2 separate regions of the Mus musculus genome follow, and region 1 is linked to region 2. Evidence: chromatin contacts called from public promoter capture Hi-C data. All regions are on one chromosome and are shown on one strand. Each heading gives the region's core, a stretch centred on a gene start, on an enhancer-like site or on the middle of the called end of the contact. The rest is flanking DNA. Distances are from core to core; before and after follow the strand shown.

What was found. Promoter capture Hi-C pulls out the DNA fragments that hold promoters and counts their contacts.
Region 1: a promoter capture Hi-C map of neutrophils shows a contact between it and region 2. The contact joins the promoter of Smox here to the promoter of Pank2 in region 2. A contact is called at or near these places in 21 of 39 promoter capture datasets (the 3T3-L1 cell line, 3T3-L1-derived adipocytes, the C10 cell line and 15 more), 20 of 484 Hi-C or Micro-C datasets (B cells, CD4 T cells, CD8 T cells and 13 more), 8 of 115 datasets of contacts at active chromatin or transcription factors (effector CD8 T cells, embryonic forebrain, embryonic limb bud and 5 more) and 4 of 9 other capture datasets (adipose tissue, liver, macrophages and 1 more).

What each region holds. Positions count from the first base shown.
Region 1 is chr2:131,490,414-131,495,699 of GRCm38.p6, forward strand. Smox (spermine oxidase) reads left to right here and starts at 1,449. Exons shown (of 7, transcript NM_145533.2): 1 at 1,449-1,623. It overlaps Gm30679, which reads right to left and starts at 1,863. Exons shown (of 2, transcript XM_030252306.1): 1 at 1,155-1,863. The coding sequence starts at 1,761.
Region 2 is chr2:131,258,393-131,263,894 of GRCm38.p6, forward strand. Pank2 (pantothenate kinase 2) reads left to right here and starts at 4,108. Exons shown (of 7, transcript NM_153501.2): 1 at 4,108-4,423. The coding sequence starts at 4,177.

The DNA.
Region 1 (5,286 bases), core at 199-2,698, 230 kb after region 2:
TTGGCTCCTAGGTGGTTGGTTCCCTTTGGCTGGGACCATCAGAGCCACTTTTGCAGGGCTACCTCTTTCCAGGCCATATATATATATATATATATATATATATATATATGAATTATATATATAATTCAGTTTTGGGGATTGGCCCCAGAGCCTTGTCTATGTTGAGAAGTGTGTTCTGCTGTTGAGCCACATCTCTACTTCTTGCTTCTTTGAGGCAGGCTTTCACTGTGTGGCTCAGCCTGGCCTTGAAGTTGGTATGTAGCCAAGGCTAGCCTTGAACTCTGTACCCCCCCCCCCCCCACATGGCCTTCTGAGGCTGGGATCACGAGCATGTGATCCACATCCAGGATCTCTCCGGGCTGAACCTACAGCGACCTGTGCTCAGCATTGCCTGGTTCCAGGTTGAAATCAGGGGAGGGCCCCCTCCAGAGACACAGTTCGGAGTAGAGGCTCTGCGGCCACCAGGGGCTTGTATTCCCTCGGACCAAGTGTTGACCTGGTGTAGTACCAGCAAAACATACGAAAAAACAGATTAGGAGGTGCAGAGATGAATAAAAAATAATTTTCTTACTTTTGTGTGTGTGTGTGGAGGGGGAGAGTTGGGGGTGGTTCAAGACAGGATTTCTCTGTTTGACTCTGGCTGTCCTACACTTACTCTGTGGTTCAGACTGGCTTTGAACTCAGAGATCCACCTGCTTCTAGAGGGATTCCGCAGTGGTCCTAAACCTGTGGGTTACTATCCCTTAGGGTTCCAACGACCTTTCATAGGGGTCGCATGTCAGATATTTATTTATGTTTCAATTCATAACAGTAGCAACATTACAGTTACGAAGTAGCAATGAAATAATTTTATGGTTGGGGGGTCACTACAACACGAGGAACTGTGTGTCAGCATTAGGAAGCTGGAGAACCACCAGATTAAAGGCATGTGCCACTATTGCCCGCTAAAAAATAATTGATACCAATTAATTTTTTTTTGAAAAAAGGAAAAAGTGCCACCTAGTATTAACGTTGGCTTTTATTAAAAGTTTGAGGGTTTTACTAGGGAAATACACTTTTTAAAAAGGGCCACTTCAGGACATGGGCTGGGTACTGAGAGGATGTGAGCATTCTTTTCCTTTCACCTGAGGTTCCTGGTTCCCGCCGGCACCCACCTGAGACCTGCAGGACGAGAGACAGTCCAGGACAAGAGGGGCCCTTTCTTCTTTTCAAAAGGGCGGCAGAGTCTGGGTAAACTGAGGTGGGCGCAGCGCTCTGACAGTGCCGGAAGACCTCGTCTGCTTTGCAGGGCGGGGCGTCGCGGGGCTGGCTCTGTTTCTGGGCGGATAGGTGGGTGAGGCGTCCCTTTTGCGAGATAGGGGAGTGCAGGTGGCTGTGCCGCGGGCAACTCCAGGCTGGGTGGCCTCGGGCTCCCCGCCCCCGGTGGGCGGGCCCGGGGCGGAGCACCCAGGCGGGGTGGGCCGGGGACGCGAGGCGGAGCGGGGCCCCCGCACAGGCCCCGGCGGCTGGCTCGGCCCTACGGTCCCGGCGGCGGCTGCAGGAGGAAGCCCAGTGGCTGCGGAGGAGGGGAGGCGGAGAGGCCGAGGCCGCTCGCGAAGACGCTCCCGGGCTCCGCAAGGAAAGGTACCGTGCGGCCTCCCCGACCCGGGCTCGGACAGCCACCGAGCCTCGTAGGCAAGGGGCTCCCGATGGAGGCCGGCGGCGGGCGGTGGGCAGAAGAGGCTGCCCGGGCTGGCCGCGACCCCGGGGTCCGGGCCGCATCCTCCGGACGCCCAGCGCGGCGGCGCAGACAAAGCCGGCGAGGCACTCGGTCGGCCCGGAGGGTGTGCGCTGTGGAGGGGAGGGAACACAGCTTGCGGCGGCGGCGGCGGCGGCGGCGGCCCGGCGTCTGCCGGTCTCCTTGGGACAGCTGGAGGAGTGGGGAGCCGCTCTCCCGCGGGTTGCCCCGGGGCTCACAGGCTGCCCGGCTTGGCCGGAGCCAGGCTGACGAAGGGAAGGGAGCAAGTCGCTTCGCCGGGAAGGGGTGCCGAGGCCGGCCGCCGGCTTGGAGGTGGCGCGGCTGTGGAGCAGGTGAGCGGTGCGCGGACCTTTTGGGTCTTGCACCTGAGCAAACCGCGCCGTGGCTGGCCCTTTCGTGAGCCGTGCCCACAGGTTGTTGGAGGAGCCAACTGATAGTGGCACAGCACCGTCCCGCCTGGGGTCCACTTGGCCGAGCTTGTGGGGGAAACAGCAGGTGCTGAGTGGAGGTCACCCAGGCTGGGGGTAAAGAGAAGGTCAAGAAAGTGTTTGAATGGCCCTCATTTATTTGTGTTCTGCTACCTCTGTCCCTTTCCTCTTACAGAGGAAGGAGCATTACAGGGCTTGAAGGGCCGCGCTTCCTCCTGGGCCCTGTGACCATCCCTTTAGATGTCCCTGGCATTTCTTACCCAGCAGGTTTTGAGAACAGTCTTTGTCCGCCCTCGTCATTTCACAGTCTCCCTGTTTGGCTTTGAACCTCATCCCCCGTCAGCCAGGCACCCAATTCCCATCACAAGGATCTCCTCGGAAGTTCTGACTTTAAGCAGTGCCCCTAAGAAGCAGGCACCCTTTCCTTCTGCAGTCCATCCAGGGCCGCTCTAGCAGGTTTTGCTTGCCTTGCAGTGTCTTTAGAAAGCTCTGTCCTAGAGTTGTATCTTTCCCTGGGTGCCCCAGTTCCTCCCTTCTACCAGCCTGCCCTAGCCTGTCCCCTTCCCCTTAGTTTTGCTGTTAAATGCTTGAGGGCCCCAGGGCTCTGTTCTCAGCATTTCCTCTCCTGACTGCCCTTCTTGCCATCCTCTGTTCACTTTCTACCCCTGTTTTTATTCTTTCTTATGATTAAAAAATTAATTTATGAATACAAAGATCTCTGTTTTTGACTTATTTTATGTGTACTAGTATTTTGCCTGCATGCATGTGTGTGAGGTTGTCAGATCCCTGGAACTGCATTACAAGTAAGCTGTCTTGTGGGTGGGTGCTGGGAACTTAACTCTTGGTTCTCTGGAAGAGCAGCAAGTGTGCTTAACCGATGAACCATCTCTCCAGCCCAGAACTCAAAGATCTTAAGTGGTTTCATGCTCATGATTTTCAGTGGCAGATCTTGTCTCTGGCCCTAGCTGGATCCTACCGGTCTTCTGATGTCTTAATGTGGACAAAGCAGAATCCTGACAATGTCGGGGGCAGGATTGACAATACTTGGGTCATGACATCTGAGAGTGGCTGATAATCTATCTCTTAGGACAGGCAGCTCGGACCCCTTTCCACCCACCCTTCACAGCCAGTCCTAGAACAAGGCCTCTTGGTCCTTTGCAGAGTTCATCTAGGGTCCATTCTCCGTGCTAGGATGAACTTTGCAGAGTTCATCTAGGGTCCATTACCCTTGCCTCAGGCTACTGCCCCACCCCAGTCACCTTTTAAGTGTCCCTAAATACTGTAGTAGCCTTCTCCCAGTGCACACACTTACCTTCTTTGCATCTATTTTTAACGGAGCAGCAAGAATAACATAGAACATTTTGATCAGATACTTTTATTTCTCGATGGCTTCTTATTACACTCAAATAAAATCTTAGAGCTTTCCCTTGGCCTAGTTGACCCTCTGTGACCTCTTAGCCTTATTTGACTCTTGACACCTTATTTTCTCCCTGTCAGACACTTCTATCTCTTCAATACCCTAAGCTTTTTCCTGACCCCAGGGGCTTTGCTTGTGGTATCTTCTATGACTTGAAGATTTTTTTCCCCTAGTGCTTTTACTGGTTATACTTTGCTTATATTTTTTAGTTCTAAATTTAAGTGTACCTTCCCAGGACACCATACTAGCCCATGTAGAGGACCTCTTCTACACATGAGCCATTGTAGAACTTGATTGTATATTGTATATGTAACTTCACTTTATGTGTAAGAGTTGATAACTCTTAGTTATAGTTGTCTCAACTTTGTTTGACTTCTTAACCTTGACTGGTTGGCCCATGGCTATACCTGAGGTATCTTGCTTGGTGTTCTGTAGGTAACACTCAGGAAAGCTTGATCCACAAAGATGAGGTTGGGCTGGACTAGAAAAAAAATGGGCATTACAGTTAGCACAGGAGACTCCTGTAGCTTTAAGTGATCCTGAAGGTTTTTATTTTGTTTCCACAAAAGCAGTTGTGAAAATTGATGCAAGAATATGAGCCAGCCAGTAGGATGTGAAAAAGGGAAGCAGAGAAGATATGGGTACTTTGGGGTCATTCTTGTCTAACAAGGGGAGACCAATCACATGTAACTGCATATCAATTGCAGTTAAGTGATTTCCTTTGATTTCTTGGCTAGACATCCAGGTGTATGTGTGTGTGAAGCAGTGGGTATTAGCTATGTAGAAAGCAGGCTCTGTAATTCAGGACATGGGGACAGCCTGGGATTTATTTTCAACCCACTCCCTTGGGTGGCTGCTGCATGCTCAGACCTAGGGTGGGAGGGTGTCGAGAGGAAGAAGCTGGGTTTGGGGGGTTTGCCTCTTTATGAACCCTCATTGTGGTATCCACACTTTTCCAGTTTGTACAGAACAGCCACTGGAGTGTTGAGTCATGGGGCCATCACTTCAGGGTAGAGGGGGAGAACCAGGGGACCACTGATAGGGAAGGGAGGGGAGTTGGGATCGTGAAGGGGGAACCTAGGATAGACCCAAAGGTCACACTGTGGGTCAAGTGCTGGAGCCAGGAGCTGACAGTTCATATCTGAGGCTGGCATATCTAGAAAGGGCTATGAATTGGCATAGGTGGGAGCCAAGAGGGCATCCTGAGGAGGGGAAATCTAGCCAAGGGCAAGAGGGTAGGGCAAGGTTCTAGTGTGCTCAGTGGGCACTAGATATTGTTTTAAGGACTCTGCAGATATTGACTCTTTTAATGCTCTTAGCAACTTACCTGGTTGCCTTTATTTCCATTTGATTGAGGGCAGACTGGAGGCACAGTATTACGATTGAGAGTGGCAGAGTGAGAGGTCTGGCTCTTGAATCCAGGCCACTTTTCCCATGGCTCTAGGATTTGGGCCAGTGGAGGGCTTCTTAACACTTGCTTGGAGTGGGCGGCCAAGTCTCTGTTTCTGACCTCACTTTCTCTTCTGGAATACATTCCAAACCCACGTCAAGGAATTGGAGTTCATGTACATTGATGTCAGGGTTTGGGGGAGGGGAACTCTGTGATTCTAAACACTAATTAGAATGTCACCTCTTGGTGTTTTTTTTTTTTTTTTTTTTTTTTTTTTTTTTTTTTAATGTCCCTGTCTTTGCTTCTTTGAATT
Region 2 (5,502 bases), core at 2,858-5,357:
CACCTCTCTAGCCTAACTGTACCCTAAGAAAGACCCTAAGGTAGCCACGTGGTGCCACATGTCTTTAATCCTAGCACGTAGGAACCAGAGCAGGGTGGATCTCTGTGAGTTAGAGGCCAGCCTGGTCTACAGAGCAAGTTCTAGGACAGCCAGGACTACACAGGGAAACCCTGTCCAAAATAACTAAATAAAAATAAAATCCTGAGGCTAACCTTGACAGCTAAGTCACTCCTAATCTCCTTACTCAGAGCAACTGAGAATCACTAATAATTTGTTTAAACTTTCCTTTAACATAGCAATAAAAAGTTAATATGGCCGGTGGTGATGCACGTCTTTAATCCCAGCACTTGGGAGGCAGAGGGAGGTGGATTTCTGAGTTCAAGGCCAGCCTGGTCTATAAAAGTGAGTTCCAGGACAGCCAGGGCTACGGAGAAACCCTATCTTGAAAAACCAAAACAAAAACCAAACCAAACCAACCCCTCCCCCCGAAAAAAAAAAAAGCTAATATGGTATTTCAGTACAGAAGCGACTGGAGCTTAGCAAGTTGTTCCTCTTAGAATTTGGTCAGCTCTGACGTGCTTACGAGGTTCCCTGTGCTGCTTGCTCTGACTCGTCCACCAGAAAACAGAGGGAGCCCCAAAGTGGTAAAACCCACAGTGATGCTCTCTGAAAACCCTCTTTACCCCAGAGAAGGGAAACTTCTCACTTTCCATTTTCATGTCATGTTTCTTATCTCACTTTTTAAAAGTAAATAGCTATCTTTAAGCACAAGTTTATTACTACAATGCTAATATTCAATTTCTTTTTCAAATGTTAACACAGACTTGCTCAAATCACAAATTAACACCTTGATGAAATATTACATAGAGAACACATGTAATCACTCAAATCAAGAAACACTACTAGTTTCTGGGGCTCTGAGACAGCCCACTGGGCAAAGTACTTGAAAACCTGACAACCTGAGTTTAATTCCTGGGACATAAGAGATGGAAAGAAGTAACTCGGAAGGATGATTATCTTCTGATCTCCACTCGGGCCCAGACCCAGGCCGGGGCCCCAGAAGAAAGCTCCCTGTCTCCTAGATCTCTTTCCCTTCCTCCCCTTTCCCCAAAGTAGCATCACCTTTGCTTCTTACATTTGACATTAATATTGGGGGGAAAAAAAAAGGTTTAGAAACTGGGACGTATGTAGCCCAGGCTGGCCTCAGACTACATAGGAAGACAGCCTGACTTGGTCTCCTGATCCTCCTCCCTCACCTCCCAAGTGCTAGGATTCCAGGTATGTACCACTAAGCCCAGCCCTTTAGTTCAGCTTTGTAATTGCAGTGCTAAAGATTGAACTCGGGGCCTCGGGAATATTAGGCAAGTACCGCTAAGCTAGACCCCAGCCTCTGAACTTAATACAGAATCTTATGTTATCGTTATCTCTTTTGCTTTTTTTTTTTTTTTTTTTTTGAAACAGGTTCTCACTATATGGCCCAGGCTGGCCTCAAACTCACAGAGATCGGCCTGTCTCTCTGTCTGCATAGTTCTGGAGTTGATTGGAGGTATGTGCTAACACTTTGCATTTCTGATTTGATTATAAATGTCCCACTTGTGATTAAATTTGATACCATAGAGTGTCAGCAAGTTCACAATATGAAGGGTGTGAAGGGTGAGAATTATATTTAAGAAACAAATCTGGGCATGGTTTGAAAAAGCTGGGGGTGGGTTTTCAGAAATCTATTGATAATTCAATCTGTGCTGTCCCTTTTCTTCTCGGGATAGGGTCTTCCTACATAGCCCAAGGTAGCTTTTAACCTGGGAACCTTCTGAGTGCTGCAGGTACAGGCATGGACCACCATGCTTGGCTCCAGTCTCTGCCTTCTTTTGATTATGCAGGCAGAGAATAGTATAACTTCCCTGCCTATTCTCTTTTTGCCATGATGGAGTCTGAATCTAAGACTTCCCCTATTTGAAGGACTCTCTACTGGAGCTATATCCTCCTCTCCCTGTTCTCTGTCATTTTTTAATTTATCTGCTTTTAGGTAAGTCGCCTCATCATCTAAATGTCTTTAAGCCTTGATCTCCATACTTTACAAATAAAGCTGGTTGGATTGGTTAAGGTTCTGTAATTAGTTGAAATCCCATATTCATTCACTCCTCCGATTCTTCCTTGGCTTGATTCTTCCTTGGCTTCGATTTTGGCTGAGGCTGCAGGAGCAGGAACAGGAGCGGGAGTGGGAGCGGGAGCAGGGAGTGGTGGCTGTCATTACAGGGGCAGCAGCCACAAATGTAGATGGATTAGCTAAGAGGGCCTCGTTCTTATCAACAAGAAGGGAGGTGTGTTCAGTTGCCAGGCATGGTGGCAAAAGTCAGCTAACCAGTCTGCAGATAACACCAGGAGCAAGAACACAGTTTCCTCTGATAGCAAGCACTTCAGGCTTGTAGATCCAATGCACTCCGGCTGGATGCCCAGCCCTAGGAGGTGGGGGGCGGGGGGGGGATGCTAAGTTCAGCAGTAGGGCTTTGATGGCTCTCACTTTGTCTCATCTATCTTGTCTTTATTGTTTACACATAATTCAGAATTCCAATGATGTCTGAAGATTTTAGCTTAAAGCCTAAAAGGAGCTTTCCTCAGGCTCTAGCCCAGTGATTTGGGTCGGTATAATGGCTACACACGGGACAGAGACAGCATGAGAGGCTGGCAGCATGCATTCTTACTTCAGCATGTGGCTGCCTGGTACTCTAGGGGGACCAGAAGAGAGAGTGGAATGGCCAGAAGTTACAGAGGGTTGTGAGCCATGTGGAAGCTGGGAATTGATTCCTGGTCTTCTGAAGAGCAGTCCTACTCTGTTATGGGCATTCCTGATTTTTGTTAGATCCAGTGTGTGTGTGTGTGTGTGTGTGTGTGTGTGTGTGTGTGTTCCTGCGGAAGCTGGAATTTCAAGTTAGGAAATAAGGTTTCCAGAGTTAATTCTACACTGTGGGGTACTAGTTTGGAGCAAGTATGGGAGTGTTTTTCAGCATTCACAAGAGAAGCTCAGGCCGGAACTATTAGTGAGGGAGTAAGTTAGAAGGTAAGAGGGCTGTTATTCAAGGGACATTATCTCCTCCCAAGAAAGGTACTTAGGAAATTGTGAGAAAGCCTCAGTCACTTAAAATTGAGGGACTGAGGGAATGCTTCAGGGGTATATCTGGGTGGGATATCAAGGGTTAGGGCACTTGGGAAGGGCAAACGATTTAAAAAAAAAATCCATCTTCTGTAAAAACCCAGGGGTCTGGAGCTATGGTTCAGTGATTAAGAGCATTTGCTGTTCTTGCAGAGGTCTGGGTTAGATTCCTGGGATCCATATGGGGAAATCCCTCGATTTCTTCTGCCCTCAGCGACCATCAGGCACACACCAGGGTCACAGACATACATGCATGAAAAATGCTCAAACACATTAAAGAAAAACAAACAAACAAAAACCCCAACAACAACAACAACCCCAACCAACCTAACTTCCAAGCCTTCATACTGCCTTCTTCAGGAAGGGGAGTAGGTGAAGGATTTAGAATCCACCTCCTCCCGCCAGTTGTCATGGAGACAAACCTCAGTCTTTTCATTCCTTCTGGTACTGGGAATGAAGTCATAGCACAAAGGAAGAGACGGTGCTTGTACTTTGTGGACTGTAGTGTGGCTCCTACTGCAGCTATAGAACCAGACCCGGGGACAAAGGCTAAGGTTAGTCGCAGCTCAGAGTCCTTCCTTCTGTTAACACTTCTCAGTAGCTTCGGGGGCTCTATTGGGCGGGAGGAAGGAGTGATTCGTGAACAGAGAAGAGATAGTAGACTCCCTGGAGTTCTAGGGAATAGGGGAGCAGCTTGGCCACCGCTCTCGCGGATGCACAAGAGAGGGCGCCCCTCACTCAAATCCTTTGGGCCCCTCCACGATCGCTCCCAGCCTGCGCTGACCCCGCCTTCATCCGTCCAGAGTGCCTGTCGTTGGATGGTGGCGCGGTCTCTTCGGCTGGAGTCTGGGAGCCTATTGGACAAGACCTCTGGAACCCGCCCCTAGCCAGCTCGGATTGGCTAGCTGCACGTTGGCGCAACGGAAAAGGCGGCAGCCGGCGTGCGCCTGCGCTCCAGCGGGCTGCGCGGAGGCGGCAAGGCGGCGCTGGGGGGCTGGCTCGGGCGGCAGCGGCGGCTGTTGCGGATGGGAGCGGGCCGGTTTGGCGCGCCTATGGAGCGCCAGGGCAGGGCTGCCGCCACCTCAGCCGCGGTCGGCGAGTCTGCGGACTCGGAAGCGCGGAGGCGGGACCCGCTGAGGCGCCGGGCGAGTAGCGCGGCGCCGTCGGGGTCCGGGGAGGCGGAGAGTGTGAGACGGGAGCGGCCCGGCTCTCTAGGCGGCTCCACCTCGGCCGGCCGCCCGCGCGCCGAAGGCCTCCGGAAGAGGCGGCCGCGTAAGTGCCCCGGCACGGCCGTCGTTGTTTGCGCGCCGGCGGTGCCCGCGCGAGGGCTCCCCGCCACTTCCTCCCTGTCCCCTGGGGTGTTCTTTTCCTGAGACTCCCTCTTTTTTTCTTGAGAAGGCTCCTCCTCTCCCAAGTCCCTTTGAATCATCCATCGCGCTCACAACTGAAGCCTTTTCTATGGTGATTAATTTGGAGGTTGCTAGAAAATGCCCCTGAGGCGCAGCAGGCCCAAAACTCGACTCTGGGCTCGATACGCTTCTAAGCTTTGCTCGGTTTTCTTCCCGAGAGAATTCAGGTCATCTCGCATCCAGAGGTTTTCCCCCGTTTCCCTTCCGTTAGTTCACGGGAATTCCGGTTTCAGCCATAGCATTCTGGGCAGTAAAGCCTTTTCTTTGGAAGGGAGTCGACCTGTTCCTCAGTTACTCTTAAGCCTAGGGAGTTACTCTTTTCAGAGAATCGGGTTCTCATTTTATTACCAATTTGTGTTTCTTGTCTTGTGTGTTTTCTCCCCTTTAAAGCCTTTAGGGCTGTTGTCTAGCATCCACGACTACTGCTGAAAGTGTCAATTGTCCTAATACTGTAATAGGAACTTTTCAGCATAGCTGTCTGTGTTTTACATGTGGTTAAGACCTGGATATCAGATTACGGTATGAGGAAGGTAAATGCTGAGTGCAGGCAGGCTATGAGAATTACGGGAAGTGGCTTGATGTGTGAGGTCTGTTGGATAGTCCGCGCCCAGCCCTACCTGCTCACCCCCACCCCAGTTGCTTTTATCGATGATTTGAGCGATTGGATGTAGCTCTGTTTTGCCATGGAAGGTTTGGAGGATGTATGTATGTATGTATGTTTAGTACTTTATATCACTATATGTATATATTTTTTTTTTCTTTTCTCGACTTGTAAGAGATTTTATAATACCAGCCACTTGGGAGGTGGAGGCAGAGGAATATGAAATTTAAGACCCTGTCCTAAAAGAAAAAAGGAAAACGGATTTTCAAAGAGTTCCTGTTGTAGAATCGTTTGCTTGATAAATAACTTCCTTATTACACTTATTTATCGTGTGTGTCTGT